Linked DNA regions of Anser cygnoides: region 1 is linked to region 2. The links are chromatin contacts, called in public Hi-C maps. All regions are on one chromosome and are shown on one strand. The core of a region is the stretch at or near the end of the contact, and the rest is flanking DNA. Distances in the headings are between cores, read along the strand shown. Region 1 holds the start of MTHFD2L (methylenetetrahydrofolate dehydrogenase (NADP+ dependent) 2 like). Region 2 holds the start of ANKRD17 (ankyrin repeat domain 17).

Region 1 (3,105 bases), core at 205-2,704, 200 kb before region 2:
AAATAGCAAATACTGTAACATGTTGATGCTCTGCAGATTGAGAACCTAGGTTAACTCCTTTGATGGAAATATTACTTGAGAATCACACCAAAGGCATCAGGTATACAGAAAGGTTATACACTGCAGCAAATTAGCCAAAGCACTCAAAACAACTGAATTATTGTTTTAAATATATCCACATGGAAAACTTGACAGGGTGGGATGTCAGTGAGCAAGTACGCCTGTGCTCCCTGCCCCGCTATCATCCCACCTGCTCGTGGATGCTCTTACTCTGAAGCCTGTGTGAAGTTACAATTCACATACTGAATCTTTCTTGTGACTTGCAAAATGTTACACCAAGATGCCAGCTACTCTTTTAGATCCACATACACACCACAAGTCCAAAATCATATGAGGCTTCACAACAGGTTCTCAACTCTACATATACACTGTATTTCCCAACAAAAACCTCAGTAAAAGCGTTATCGTAAGAGCATCTACTTTTACCTGAAATTGAAAAAACAGTTACTGCCAGCAAAGAACAAAAGTGGGCATACATTGTTCCAGAAACACAGACATTTGTGCAGAAAAACAGCAGAATCACATGCACCAACAAAACATACACAATGCCTAGAAGGTGAAGACACTTAATGCGGCTGTCACAGTATTGCTTACCAAGCTTTTCATATTTGAAAACAGAGGCTACAAAGCTTTCAGCAAACACTGCAGTGCTATATGAGATACACAGACACCACTTATTTTTTCCCCCATTTTTTTCTTCATACTCATCCAGAAGAGAGCAGCACCATGGCACCACACTGCCTGTCCTTCTGAGGGCAGAGATGCAAAAAGATGGACCCCCACTACCACACGTCCCTTCAGAGAGAAATCCTCCAGGATCCATTAAAATATTGTTATACAACCTGACAGACGCCAAAAAATTAGTACAAGGTAATTCTGCGTAAAACAATCGAGACACAACTGGAGGTCCCAGGAACAAAATAATCCTGAAAAGCCCGATTTCTGCCAGCAGGGGGAAGGAAGGCCGAGCTGCAAGGGCTCTCCCGCCCAGGTCACCGCCTGGACCCCCCGGGGAGCAGCCGGCCACCGCCCCGCGTTTTGGGGGGGGGGGGGGGGGGGGCATTTTGTGTAACCCCCACCCCACGGCGGGGACGTGGAAGGCGAAGGCGCGCCGTACCTGGCGGCGCTGCGGGGGGAGCCGCTGGCGCTGCGGGGCGCCGGGCAGGACAGGGCTCGCCATCTCCTCAGGGGAGCCAAGCACGGGCGCAGCGCGGCGGAGGAGGAGAAGGCGGCGGCCGCCATTTCCCTCCCGCCGACCACGAAGCGCAGCCGCAGCCCGGCGGCGAAGGGAGGAGCACGGGGCAAGTAGCGGGGCCGGGGGCGGGCTCGGAGGAGGCGCCGATGGCTCTGACTGGGGCAGCGAGGCTGAGGGGCGAGGCGAGGCGGCAGCCCGGGAAAATTAAAAAACGGAGAGGTTGAGCCTCTGGTGAAGATGCCACCTTGCTGGGCTGAGGGGTTTGAGGTGGAAAGCTCCTCAAGAGAAGTTGCGAAGGGCGGGTGACGCCTCTGGGTTTTGCCCTGCTTGGATCCTGTGAGCTGCTGTTCCCGCCAAAAGGTGGCGCGGCAAGCCCGGCCGCGAGTCGGAGCTGCTCAGGCAAGCACAGGATCGCAGAAATGTTTAGTGTGGAAAAAACCCTTAAGGTCATCGAGCCCAACCATCCACCTAACACTGCCAAGTCCACCACTAAACCATAGAATCATAGAACCATGTCCCCAAGCACCACATTGACACGTTTCTTGAGTACATCTGGGGATGGCGATGCCACCACTTCCCTGGGCTGCCCCTTCCAAGGCCCAGTCAGCCTATCTGTGAAGAAATTCTTCCTAATATCCAATCTAAACCTCCCCTGGCACAATTTGAGGCTGCATTCTTGCATGCTATCACTTGTCACCTGAGAAAAGAGGCTGACACGAACCTCACTATAGCCTCACTTCAGGCAGTTGCAGTATGATGCCCCGCATAATTCTCAGGTACGTCCTCTTGTTTTCCCAGTGGAAGTCTCATGGACTTCCTTGCGATTCATATATTAGTGCTTTCTGTCATATTTTATTGCAGATTTTTCACGACATCCAGAAGAGAACTAAGCAAGATCTGAAATAGTGTACACAAAGCATGCCAAAATAGTAACAGCAATCTTACCTGCAATACTGAGCCTACCTGAGAGTTGGCAAATTCCTTTATGAAACTGGGGAATGCTTTGCAAATGATACAATAGATTAGTATGGCAGTCTCTGCTATAGCACTGGCAAATTTTTTGATCACTTAGATGTTCACGTAAGGGCCATGGCTTAGGTGCTTACACAGAAGATGTATGTACTGTTTTTTAATGAGGTATCATCCTAGAATGTTGTTCACTTCCAGCCTTGTGTATATTATTTAGATCTTCCCCTCTAGCTTGCCATCTCTTATTTTATATACAGTAGTAACACCATCTAGCATGTATGTACTACAGTAATTGTAAAGCTTTCTTGAAAAGCACACTTATCTGAGATTCATTGACACAGTTATAAACACTGTCTCTTATTTCCATGATTATTTTTTGTCACTACCCTGTTTGGAGAGAACTTAACATGTGAGGATATAAGAATTCTCATGAAAATTTATGGTCCTAAACAGATACCAAATCTTTAAGACATAATTAGATTAGATTCTAAAGCAAAATACTGATGCTTATGTGCTGCTGGGAAAGGAAAAAATGTATTTCCTTTTATTTCCTTTCAGGTAATCCTGAAAATGAAGTAGGTTACTTGAAAGATATATATATATGTACGTATATATATAAAGAGGAGGTAATATATTAAAAGAAAGAAAAGTTAAAGAGGATAACAGAGAACATGACAGGGAACTGAAGAAAAAAATAACACATTAGTACTAAAAATTGGTATTACAGAGAAGAGAATTCTGTCAAAAGTTTCCTTTTGTCAAGGAAGAAGAACGTTGTCCACTCACTTTTTTTTTTCTTCTTTTTTTTTTAATGTATGGTGTATACTTGATGACAAAATTTGGAATTGTTGCTGTTAAAGATTTCCACAGACAAAATATCC
Region 2 (2,961 bases), core at 153-2,652:
AATTTACCTGTATTCTCTTCATTTTTTTTGTTTGTTTTGATAACAACAAAACTTAATGCTTGACTTGTGCTTGTATTTCACTATGCAGCAGTAAAAATCCATGCGTTTGACACAAGAAGACAAAACCATTATTCTGATAGATCTGTATCTTGCGCTGTTTTGGTTTTGTGATTTTTGTGTAGTCATACCAGGAAGTAGTAGTGAGGTGGCTAGAACATCCAGTTTATTCCTCCAGGATCGCATCAAACTGCCATCTGCAGAGGTATGTATAAAGGTACTTTCACTTTAGGTCTTCTACCTGAGGATGAGGTTAAGAGCTACAGTCAGAGCCAGGTGACTCGCAAATTATGCTGTAACTTAATAGTGGGGCTGTTACCACTGCTGCAGTCCTTTTCTTAAGAGAATAGGTTTTGGTGGGCTGTGACCTAGAGGGAAACTCTGCGGACTTGCTTTCATGATAAAAATTAGTTCTTTGAGAAGTTTTTTTAAAAGCAAATGTTCATTTTAGAGGTGCTGCAGACACAGACGTTTCTTTTTAATATTATCCAAATAAGACGACAATTAAGAAATCAAGTGTAACTTCTTTGCATTCCTGTAAAATGTGAGTGGAATAGACCCTATTAGCTTGAAACATTACATCCAAAACATCACTAGCATACCTGTGCATCACGGCTGTTATCAATCTGTACACTCAGGTGTTTCTGAGGTGAAAAAAAAATATTTTCCTTGGTGATTTCCATCATCTTGAATAAAAAAGTTCCCATTCTTTTAGTGAGCTTGCATCAGTGGCCTGTATTTCAGTGCCAGAAGAGTTTTGTTAACAAAAGAATGAACCTGCACTGCGCTCAGTGGAAGTGATATTTTTCCACAGAAAACCAAACCAAACCAAACAAAAACATTTGAGTATGGATGTCCCAAGTCCAAGTCCGGGGCGGGGGGGCCTTAGGGAGGAAACAGGATACCGTGACAAGAGTTAAAAGGACAGGATTGCAGTGTGTGGTGACAAAATTAAAGGACAGAACTGAAGTATGCGGTGCTATTTGTTGGCAACGACGCCCTACCAACGTTTTCTACCACAGAACTGAGGGGATAGCCTCAGAAAAAATCAGCTAACAGACACTATTTTACAGATCACGGGTCGTAGTTTGACGTAGTTTTGACTTAGAGTTAAAAAAGACGTGTAGTTTGACACAGTGTTGCGTGTCTGGGGGAACAGGGACGGGGACAGGAACGAGCAAAAGGCTGGTGGTTAGGGCTCGCGCCCGCTCTGACAGACCTCGGGAGGGGCGGAGCTAGGGGGGGCTGAGGAGGAACGGCCGCAACGGCGCCGCCGCGGCGGGTGATGACGTGCCGCGCTCTTCCGGCGCCGGGGCGGTGACCGAGGCACGCACGGGAGGGGGGCCCCGCCGGGAGGGAGCTGAGGAGGAGGAAGAGGAGGAAGAGGAAGGCGCTGAGGGGCGGGCGGGGGGGAGGGAGGAGCGGGAGCGAGGAACGGGAGCGCGCGCGCGGCGGCGGCCGTTGCAGCGCGCGCGGCGGCCGTTGCCGCTCCGCCGGCGCTCCCGCGGCGGGGCACAAGTATCGCGAGAGGTGCCGCGGCGCCGGCGCTAGAGGTGACCGAGGAGCGGCGGCGGCGGCCCCGGGTGCTGCCCCCCCCCGCCCCGCTTCTTCCTCCTCCTCCTCTTCCTCGTCCCTCAGCGGGGCGGAGCGGCCATGGAGAAGGCGGCGGAGGGAGGCGACGGCGAGGCCGGGAGCGCCACGGCGGGGCCGGGGCCACCGGAGGGGGGTAGCGGAGGAAACGGAGCCGGTTCGTCGTGCCCAGCCGGGGCGGTGGGGCCGCGGGGGCTGGTGCGGGTGTGCGACCTGCTGCTGAAGAAGAAGGGGAAGGCGAAGCGCAGCGGGAGGCCCGGCCGGGCGGCCAGCAGCAGCGAGAGCGGCGGCGGGGGCAGCGAGAGCAGCAACAACGGTAGCGAGGAGGAGGAGGACGAGGAGGAGGAGGAGGAGGAGGAGGAAGAAGAGGAGGTCTCCGAGGTACGGCCCCAAAGGGCTAGGTGTGGGGGTTGCCTCGCTGCCTGGGTTTCATAATTTCATAATTCCTCCTCTCGGGGAGGAAGGGGGCAGCACCGGGCCGCCTCGTGGCGGGGCGGGGCGGCCGGCACCGGGGCACGGCGGGGAGCTGGGGCCGCCCCTCGCTTCCCGACCCTCTTCCCTGGGGTGCCCCGGGGCTCACGAGGTGGCCCCGGGGCTCAGGAGGCGGCCCCCGCCCTCGTGTGGCTCCGTGGGCACGTGTGAAGGGGTGGCTTGTGTCTACACGTGCCAAGGGGCAATCCGGATCGCAGCCCGGAGCGGGGGGATAAGCCTGAGTTGGGTGTGTGGCTAGGAAGCAGTCCCCGCTCCGTATCAGGTAAACAGCTCATTTTCAATAAAAGCAGGTGGATTTGCAGCTAGAGCAAAGGCTTCCCGAGATCGCTGGGCATTCTGCTCATGTCCAAACAACTCTCTGAAGCTGTCAGCAGCCATCATTTATATACCACAGAATCAAAGAATGGTTTGGGTCAGAAGGAACAAATACAGTGCTGAAAGAAGCACGAGAAAGGATGGTCAACTTGGTGTCATTTCATGTTGTTTTTTTTCAGGTTGGTATCACTGGAAAAGGCAAATCAAGATTTGAAGCACCTTTCCTATTTGCATAAATAGCCATGCTGAGTTGGTTTGCCGAGTAGCTTTAATTCCGTAACGTTTCACAGAACAGTCACTTCTGCTTTGACTGAACAGCATCCTCAGAGCAGTCCACTCCAAGTTTTTAAGCTTTTTTTTGAACTTTATTTCCAAGTACTTTTGATGTTTAGTGGCATGTTCTACTTTTGGGTTAGAAATGAAAAATGAGCAAGGAGGAAGAATCTCATACAGTTCAGGAAGGGCTTGGCTGTTACTATGGTCGGTTTTTCCAGGGTAAAGAAGCAC

Evidence for each region. Hi-C and Micro-C count contacts between places; a contact is called where the count stands out from the background.
Region 1: a contact with region 2 is called in a Hi-C map of liver, with 3 times the contacts expected there. The contact joins the promoter of MTHFD2L here to the promoter of ANKRD17 in region 2. A contact is called at or near these places in 4 of 7 Hi-C or Micro-C datasets (fetal liver, granulosa cells and liver).

What each region holds. Positions count from the first base shown.
Region 1 is chr4:30,587,625-30,590,729 of Taihu_goose_T2T_genome, reverse strand. It overlaps MTHFD2L (methylenetetrahydrofolate dehydrogenase (NADP+ dependent) 2 like), which reads right to left and starts at 1,454. Exons shown (of 7, transcript XM_048074469.2): 1 at 1,178-1,454. The coding sequence starts at 1,302.
Region 2 is chr4:30,383,536-30,386,496 of Taihu_goose_T2T_genome, reverse strand. It overlaps ANKRD17 (ankyrin repeat domain 17), which reads left to right and starts at 1,402. Exons shown (of 33, transcript XM_048074405.2): 1 at 1,402-2,028. The coding sequence starts at 1,711. LOC136790676 (a long non-coding RNA gene) reads right to left here and starts at 1,274. Exons shown (of 3, transcript XR_010831067.1): 1 at 660-1,274.